2 separate regions of the Hordeum vulgare genome follow, and region 2 is linked to region 1. Evidence: chromatin contacts called from public Hi-C data. All regions are on one chromosome and are shown on one strand. The core of a region is the stretch at or near the end of the contact, and the rest is flanking DNA. Distances in the headings are between cores, read along the strand shown. Region 1 has its middle 160 kb from the start of LOC123425393. Region 2 holds the start of LOC123425393 (putative methylesterase 11, chloroplastic).

The links. Hi-C and Micro-C count contacts between places; a contact is called where the count stands out from the background.
Region 2: a Hi-C map of leaf shows a contact between it and region 1, with 3 times the contacts expected there. The contact joins the promoter of LOC123425393 here to the enhancer-like site in region 1. A contact is called at or near these places in 2 of 6 Hi-C or Micro-C datasets (leaf and seedling).

The regions. Positions count from the first base shown.
Region 1 is chr2H:109,245,644-109,250,432 of MorexV3_pseudomolecules_assembly, forward strand. No RefSeq gene overlaps it. Among protein-coding and RNA genes, the nearest start is that of LOC123425393, 160 kb to the right of the region's middle. Within about 2 kb of position 2,823, at least 2 of the 3 cell types and tissues checked have open chromatin away from gene starts, as enhancers often do. A contact at or near this core is called in leaf, where this site is marked.
Region 2 is chr2H:109,402,168-109,406,956 of MorexV3_pseudomolecules_assembly, forward strand. LOC123425393 (putative methylesterase 11, chloroplastic) reads left to right here and starts at 1,875. Exons shown (of 5, transcript XM_045109087.1): 1 at 1,875-2,314; 2 at 4,039-4,275. The coding sequence starts at 2,003.

The DNA of each region.
Region 1 (4,789 bases), core at 1,573-4,072:
TTCCTACATACCTATAGAGCACCTTTATGATTATCCGGTTATGAGGTGACGTTTGGATGAACACAAAGTATTCTTCCGGTGTTAGGGAGTGGCACGATCTCATTGTCTAAGGAACAGATACTTGACATGAAGAAAGTTGTAGCAATTAACTAACTGATATGATCACATGCTAAGCTTACGGTTGGGTCAGTCCATCACATCAGTCTCCTAATGATGTGATCCTGGTATCAAATAACAACTCATGTCAATGGTTAGGAAACCTTTACCATATTTGATCAACAAGCTAGTCTAGTAGAGGCTTAATAGCGGCACGGTATATGTTTATATATCCACACATTTATTTAGGTTTTTATTGATACAATTCTAGCATAAATAATAAACATTTATCATGAACAAGGAAATATGATAATAACATCTTTATTATTGCCTTTAGGTCATATTTCCAACAATTGTCCCATAAAAGGGGGAGGTTACCCTCCAAAGGGGCCTCCCTCGTATCCAACACTTGGCACACATGGGTGGGGGATGGCCCTCATAGCCCCCTCCCTCCCCCCTCCCCCCCTCCCCACACTTTTCATCCAAAGAGGGGGTGCCCCACCCAGTATATCCCATGAAAAGGGGATGGTGTCCCCATGTGGGAGCAACCCCTTGGGTTTGTGTGGCAAATTGCCGGAGGTCCCGAAACCTTTCTGGCACCCTCTCAAAAATTTCAAATGTACTTTGAAACTTTTTCGGCTTGATGGTTTTCTCAAAATATTTCTAGTTTATCTGAAAAAATTGTGGTATTCTCTCCAAAACTTTTTCTGGTGACTTTATCTCACGCTCCTAACCTAGCATTTAGCTTATGGATGACCCTTAAATGAGTCACGTACTCACCTATAGGTTCGGTGAAGTATAGACATGACCCAAATCTCCTTCTGATCAATGATAAATAGCAAAACCATGGACATCCATATTGACCACTATACCCACATGAATGAAATTCGATTAAACCTTTAGTTTTCGTGTGATATTCCTATTACTTCACATATGTTACAAAACCCGGGGTGAGATTTATCAGCATCCTCGTGAATGAACAACTTCTTAACTATGTCGGTTTCCTCCTTGTTTCATTCTCTTTTCGCGTTACGGTGTTCCGGCATCCATGTGATCAAATCACACTATGTCTGGCCAGATGATGATGTATATTGCAACGCCGAGAGGGCCCAAAGAATATCTCTCCATTGTGAGAGGATTAAATCCTAGTCTTGAGCTATCTAGTCCCTTGTCATACTTTTCCTATGAACCCGTAAGTTGATGTTATGATCACCCTATTACGTTTGATGTTAGATAAACCCCAAAGTGCATCATTTTTTATGAAGGAACTTGACACTCTCATGGTCTAAGGAATTATGCGGACGTTAACTTTCTCTACATAATAAGCCATTAACTTGTGATGAATGGATCTCATAGCATAACATCATTTGGGACTATTCAACACAAATGTTCTTCTAACATTGTGTCCTCAAAGCTGCCGACATTCTCCTGCACATGATGAGGAAAACGAAACCATCGTTGAACACTTAGCTAGTCTTAGAGGAATGGCTAGGAATCTATTTTACCGTTTATTTATTTCATGCATGCACATGGGTTTTCATCTCAACTTCTTAAATATACACACTCGAGAACCATGAAAATTATAGCACATAATATAAACATAATTATGAACCAAGAGATAAATAATAAGTTTTATTCTTGCCTCTAGATCATATCTCCATCACCATCTTCCCGCACCTATAAAGCACACCTCGCATAGATGGTCCTCGCCCAATAACTTTATTCGCTCGATCGCCCCGCTCTATAAAGCATTTCCCAATCAATTAAAGAAATAAGGAGAGAGAAAATCATAGAAGGAAAATAGAAAACAAATATGAGAAAAATCAACAAGGTAGAAACAAAAATAAAATGAGCAGAAACTAATAAAACCACTGTAGAAAATACAGAAAATAAGAAAAAGCTGGTTGAAGCTTCCAAACCCGTGTGGAAGCTTCGGAAAACCGGTAAACAAGGTGTGCCTATGTGGGTGTTTTCTAGTGCTTGCGTAATATATCTCTCACCAAGCAGAAATACAAAACTCCCTTCTGAGCTTTAAAATTCAACTAAAAGATAGTGTTTTCAAAGGAAAGAACTCACTCCATGAGGTTGTAATAGGAAAATCCAATTCCCGCCCATCTCGGGGAGTAGTATGTTTTTTGTATTCTACATGCACATATACAGTTCACAACAATTTGCTTTTATTTCTGATTTTGATAACATTCTAAAAGGTTCTCTCTTGTCTGCCTTTTTTCATTTATTTTCCTTTTTTCTCGGTCGGTTTACATGTTTTCCTTTTGGTTTTTGACTTTCTGCTTTTTAATACAATTAATTTTCCTATTTCATTTCTGTAATTTTAAATTCGCAGAAATAGATTTATAAATTTTTATATCCGTGTACATTTTGAAATTCATAAATACTTATAAAAAATAGCATTTTACAGAATTTGGAACATTTCATAAATTCATCAACTTTTTCAAAGTCATGAATATTTTTTAAACTCATGGATATTTTAGATTTAGTAAATAAATTTTAAATTATTAGTTTTTTAGTTCACCGGAATTTTGTAAAATTATGCGAACATTTTGTGATTTCACCAATCTAAAGAGAGTAGCAACATTTTGTGGATATTTTAGATTAAATAAAAGGTTGAAGAAAACCAATCATAAGAGAGTAGCAACATTGCCCTAGTAACAACAGCAGGATGGGCGAGCGAGAAAACCAAGTGAATCCACATGCGATCGAGCTAAACAATCGGGCCTTGGCGGTTGGAAATCCCTATTCGCCGCATTCTGCGTCGTCTAAATGTCGAGGCTTCGCACAGGTGCTCCAGGCTGCGTTTCGTAATAGGCCAGTTCATTTACACGCCAAAAGCTCCGATATTGGGAAGGTTTTCAGCCGGCTTTTTCCGGTTTTGGGAACTTTCTATAATATTCCCTGAACCGGTTTTCTTTTTTTTGTTTTCTTTTTTTCTATAATCTTCTTTGTTTCTTTTTTTTCTGTTTTTCTTTTAAAAATGTTCTGGATTTTTCAAAAAAGTTACGAAATTTCAAAAAATGTTTCAGAATTTTTTGGTTTGGAATTTAAAAAATGTTTCGAAATTTGGAAAATGTTCCAGAGTTTTAAAAATGTTCAGGAATTTAAAAAAATGTTCCAGAATACGAAAAAATGTTCCAAATTTGAAAATTTATTTCGGAATTTAAATTATGTTTCGAGATTTGAAAATTTCTTCCGGAATTTAATAAAATTTTCTGATATTTTTATTAAAATGTTTGGAATATTTCAAAAGAAATATTCCGAAATTTGAAAAAAGCTTAGAAAATTTGAAAAAAATTCCGGAATTTGACTTTTTTTCCAGAATTTGAAAAAATGTTTCAGAATTTAGAAAAGTTCAGGTATTTGAAGAAATATTCCACAATTTGAAAAAATATTCCGGATTTCAAATAATGTTCAAATTTGGAATGTTTTTAATGAAATGTTTTGGATTTTTTAAATGAAATGTTTCAGATTTTTCAACTGCTGGTCGCTAATTTTTTTTGTGGTCTCCACATTCGGTACTGGTGGCTAACTTGGGCTGGCCCAGTCGGGGCGACCCCCTGTGCGTCCGCTTGGCAGTTGCCGCAAAGAGCGGCGCATAGGAGGGTCGGCGGTTGGGCATTTTGGGACATTAATTGAAGGGTATTCTTTTAAAAGATCAGTCTCACCTTGTCAGATTGTGTCATTTATTACAACCTATTTTTTTTTCTTTTTTTGAACATCCATATTTTTAAAATGTTTCATTTTTAAAATCGTGCATCCAAATCTCAAACCATTTACATCGTTGGGTTCCCCGCGTCAAGATCTTCAAAACTAGATTCCATATTGATAGATTTTAAAAAAATCACAGAAAGCTGATGAGAAAATCGTGCCTCTCGTGAAAGAAAAAAGGCGATTTTTTCGTTTCTGAGAAACACAGCCGTGTATTTCATGAAGGCAAAATCATGCCTCCCACGATAGCAAAATCATGTATCTCGTAAAAACACGGAAAACATATTTATTTTCTGTTTCTGAGAGATGCAGTCGTGCCTTTCGCGAAAGCAAAACCGTATCACTCGTGATTTTTTTTTGGAAAATGTGCTTTTTAATTTCGGAGAGGCACGGTCGTACCTTTCACGAAAACAAAACCATGTCTCTCACAGAAAAAAACTAAAACATGATTTTTTTTCTAAGAGGCAAGACCATGCCTCTCACGAAAGCAAAATCAAACCTCTCATGAAAAACAATGTCTTTTCCATTTCCGAGAGGTACGATGTTTCGTTAAAAAGCTAGAAAAGACAGGTAAAAATCGAAACACCAAAAAAACACGAAAACAACCATTTAAAAAAGTTAAAAACACGTATGAAAAAATATAAAAATACAAAATAAAATAAAAACGTTGAAAATGCGACACGTGACGATGACAAAAACCGCATCATGTGACAGTGTGTGGGAGCGGTTGTTGGGAGACGTCTGAAAAAGTGCTTCTTAACTAGTTGCTTACGGTATTTTGTCATATGTTTCACAGGCATCCCTATGCCTCGCTTAGACAATCTTCGCTGAAGGTTCTCACCCGACCGGCCCAAGTACTTCTGTTTGGCTTTTCTATTTTGCTTTTTATTTTGTTGTCTTTTGTTTTATTATTTTGTGATTTCGGGTTAGCTATTTTCTTCTTGTTTCCTTGCAAAAATTCCAAAAACAA
Region 2 (4,789 bases), core at 625-3,124, 160 kb after region 1:
AAAAAAATGATGCTGGAGGGGGAAGAAACCTACCGCTTCTCCTCCTGAGAATGCTGCGAAGGCTACACAGAGGCAACAAAAATACACCATTATTGCTCCACTTCACCGGAAGAGTAGCATACTCATGAAGCCCCATAGAATAAATTACCTAGAAGATGCATATTTTAAGCATGTATATAAGCCATTACAAGAAGCTGGTAATAGATCGAGAGGAAAACTAAGCAAATGCCAAGAACCGATGGGTTTGTTCGCTTTGCTGAGCCCAAAAATATAATCTTGAACCAACCAGGACGGGAACAGGTCCCGGACCCTTTCAACGCCTGGCATCAGCTTGCAAACCCTAACCAACAGCCCACCCTAAGCCGCCAAGGGAAGCAGAACAGAGCAAATCGCCAACTACATCCGACGCCACGAATAGACGAGCGCCGATTCGGCGTCGAATCCCAAGAACCCGCCGCTACGCGCCCCCACCGGGGGGCGCCGGGATTGCTTGCGCGCAAGGGACGCGGGGATGAGATTCCGCGAGGGGAGGCGGGGGAGGGGGGACGGCGAGCGCGCGTACCTTCTCCTCGCTGCGCGAATCTGTGGAGATCGCCATGGCTGGCTGCGGAGCGGGGGAGGAGCGGACGGGCAAGGGCAGGGCGGGTTTGGAATTGGGGCTTATCCAGATCGCGGATTTTGTAGGTTTACAGGCTCAACGGTCGGAGGAGGGGAGGCGGCGAGGTCGGAGGTCCGGGGGGAGGGCCATCGGGGAGGGAGAGGAGGGTCGGCGGGGAGGGAGAGGACGTCCGGCGTGCTGCGGGGCGCGGCAGTGGTGGAGAGGCGGAGAGGGTGGCCGACGGGGAGGGAGAGGAGACCCGACGGGGAGGGAGAGGGGTGCGGGGGCGGGCGTCTGCGGGCGGTGCGGGGGCGGGCATATCGTTTTTCTCTGTACGTGGAGGTGGAGCACGGTCAGCCTAACTGTAATTGGTAAATGCACAGTGTGGTGCTGCCTTGATGGTGGATAGGCGTTAGATTTATAATTCTTTCCTAATCGTTTGGTGGAGATCCTTGTTCGGTTTTGTGTGGGTAATTCCTGTGTGTACGTAGGGAAGTTTACGTTTGATCTTTTATTAGTAGTATAGATAAAATGGACAGTGCTCTGCGCCGGCGCATCGGCTTAAACTTTTGGTCGGTCGCACGCGGACCGCTCAATCAGTCAGATTGGATCTCTTATGATCGTCAGATCTTTTCATGTAGCAAAAAAATTCGATGCACCAAATTTCGGCCACAATGCAGCAAATTTCGGTTACGGATACATAAAAAATATGGTTGTAGAAAAAAATATGATCGTAGCAAAAAAACGACGGTGATGATGCGTGGTAGTAAAACAAATGTAGGTTGTAGCAAAAACAATCTGGTAAACTCAGGTTGCAACTCTAACTAACATGTATACAATTTTTTAATGAACGATTATAGCAAAAAATATTATCGGTTATAGCAAAAATTAACACGGACATAGTAAAAAATTCGATAAACTCGGGTTACAACTAAAACATGAATGCAATTTTCTTAGTGAAAAAAATGTAGCAAAAATTATCAACGATTTTAGTAAAAAATCCTATCGATAGTAGCAAAAATAAAAGAATCGCACGACGCGCGTAGGACGGGCCTTCGGCCGGCGCCGTCGGAAAACGTTTCCCTAATAAAATCTGTTTAGAAATCTGCTGACCAAACACGCTGCATTTCCCGTGCCGTCGTGTCAAATGAAGGCAGCACTACCTCTGTGTGATCCCTCAACAACCAACCACCGGGACACGAATTTCGTCTCAACGGAGGTCCCTGTCCGCAAAAACGGCGGTACCAACGGAAGTAGTATAAATTTTCGTATTCCTTTCCAGCCGTTTCTGCCGCTCCCTCCCCCCTCTGCTCTGCTGCTCCATCTTCTTTCCCCTTCCTCGTCCCACGACGGCACGACTGCTGCTGGTTTCCTGAATCGGAGCCGACGAGAGAGGAGGATCCGATGGGCGCTCTCATGTCCTGCATGTCCAGCCCGCCCCCCTCCGGCTCCCCGCCGCAGGCCAAGCGGCGCTCGTCCGCCTCCTCCCGCCGCGGCGCCAAGGCCGCGGAGATCGACGAGCAGGCGCTGGCCGCCGCCGCGGCGCTCGTGCTGGGGCAGCGCGGGGGAGGAGGCGGCGGCGCGTTCGACCGGTCCGCGTCCGTGCGGTACGCCGCGAAGCGGCAGCAGCAGGGCCCGCCGCTGCCCAGGAGCTCCAGCACGCGCCCGCGCTCGCTCGCCGACCCCGAGCTCCAGCCGCAGCAGCTCCTCGCCAAGGTATCGACGCCCTCCTCCGTCCTTCATCGGTCGGTCGCTCCTCCCGGTCGCATTGCTTGGTCGGTCCGCGTGCCGCCGCGTGGAATTTTGACGCTGCGCCGTGTTGACTTTTCTGGTGGGGATTGGTTTTCGCGTCGGCCGTTGAGAAGCCCTGTGATTGTCCAGTTTCTACGCGGCTTCCCCTATTTCTACGGTGGAATTTTGATCCCTTTCCATGCTTTGCTCAAACTATACACGATATATCTGGATTGCTCCTTGTTTTGGGTTTATCGAGAGTGACGGCCAAGTAGTTCGCGCTTCAATTCTATGCTGCTCCTTCGACGAATCCATCTGGGTTTCTTAAATATGTCTTGAATCCATCACGTCCTTCGATTTGCTTCTGCGCCCAGTGCGACTATCTAATGTGAGAATTACCAAGTAGATTAGCAGTGCTTCCGTTTCGCAGGTGTCCTCTGAATGTCTGACCTATCTGTGCCACTGGCTAAGTGGGGCTATAACATGGGGTCCCGTATGCCATGGGAGCAGGGTTAGTCAAAACATGGAAAACCTAGAGCTCCAGGGGCCTCTGTCCATTCATCTCTCCGTGATTGCACAATGTAATCCATATGGCAAGCCACTAAGCATTGATTTCAGTAAAAGTCCAGAACGTATTTGGGAACTACGGCCGTCTGGGTGATGGGTGGTGGTTGCTGTTGGTACATATTGGCATGATTCAGAATTCAGACGCCATTACATTGATTGTTTCTTGTACCGGCCTGATATTGTCGCATGTGTTCATTTATTCTAGAGAAGGGACAAGGAGGGTACCTTCCAACTTGTCCCATGGATTCTAGTTCCTGATGGTCTTTACTTCGAATTGTTTCAGTCACGGTGAATCTGTGTTGCATAGGTTTTCAAAATAAAAATGTTTTGTTGTTACCTAGTCTGTCTTTAGTCTTGACCGTTAGTGGAAATGGCTGCCGGCAGCATCTTGGCTTATATACCGGAGTACTAATTCCAGTGCGGACATGGCTACCAACTACATGTTGACTGTTGACTAAGAAGAAGATGCCGGCCGGCCGGCCAGCAGGGAGGTTTTGATTGATTGTGTAGTTCGTGTCTGACATTTTCAATGCTACTGGTCAGTTGATGTGTGTATATATGCTAACTGAACTAGCACGCCATTTGGCAGTTAATTGGTGTTCTTGTTTTCGAATCACTGGCAAACAAACATTTCTACAGTTAGTGACGGGGGGTCGTGGTGTATTGAACCGGTTTATGGAGGGTTGGGAAAAAATCGGTGAAAGGGCCGCCTGGTTTATGGAGGGATGAATAAAAATCGGTGGAAGGGCTAGCTGTAGCGACGGGGGATCTGCCGTGGTCGAACCATCACGACAGACGGCATATCCTCCTTTAATAGTAGAGATAAAAAACACAAATACCTTTGACACTCTGTCTAGTTCCTATGCTCTTGAATTCCTTGTGAACTTCAAAGGATTTATTGCATATCGGTGCTTAGTAATGCAGATGTTTCAGAGTTGTTTTAAGCTTCTCGGAGATGTATTCTTTGGCTCTAATATATATTGGCTGTATGTATGTAAGATGTGGATCTACCATGTAGAGGCAGGAAGCAATAAAGCTCTTCCATTATCTAAACAAAATAGATGTTTCAATGTTGTTTGCATATGTAACGGCGGTCATTGCATCGGTATAGCCATCTTAACCAATGTGCTGTTTTTAAACAGGATTTGAATACCAAAGATTTGGAAACCAACATCATTGTTCTTGTTCACGGAGGTGGGTTTGGTGCTTGGTGTTGGTACAAGACCATGTCACTTCTTGAAGATAGTGGGTTCAAAGTCAATGCTATTGACTTAACAGGCTCCGGGATTAATTCTTCTGATACAAACAAGATTAGCAGTCTTTCAGAGTATGCTGAGCCACTTACATCTTACCTTAAGGGCCTAGATGATGCTGAAAAGGTTTGTTCTCTTTTGATATTCTAACAGAATATGTTTCACATATTTAGCAAAAATTACTTCAGTTTGGAATACTTATTAGGCTAATCATTGACCATTGCGATTGATAAGATTATAAGATGTTAAGTATTAGGATAGACACTATTAGCCTAGGATAACCCCTAAACGTTCGGGGCAGCAGCATGTATGTGAAGGAAAAAAAACATAATCACAGAATGCTCTCAGTATTTTGGAACCAATTTCTGTAAACTTTTTCCGAGGATCACAATCAAGGAATCATGCTGTAGCAGTGCAAAACAGTGAACGCCGCCGAAGTTATTCTGGTTGTCATGGTTTGAAGTCTGGGCGTCAGTATTAGAGTATTAGTTAAACAAAACTCTTACATGACGAAAATTCTCCAGATAGTTTCCTAAAGCGTCTGTGTCTGTGTGGTGTGATCGGCTCGCCGGTCCAGCGGGATCACATGAAAACGCCCATTCTTGGTGCCGTACTACTCTTACTTAAGTAGTTTTGAGTT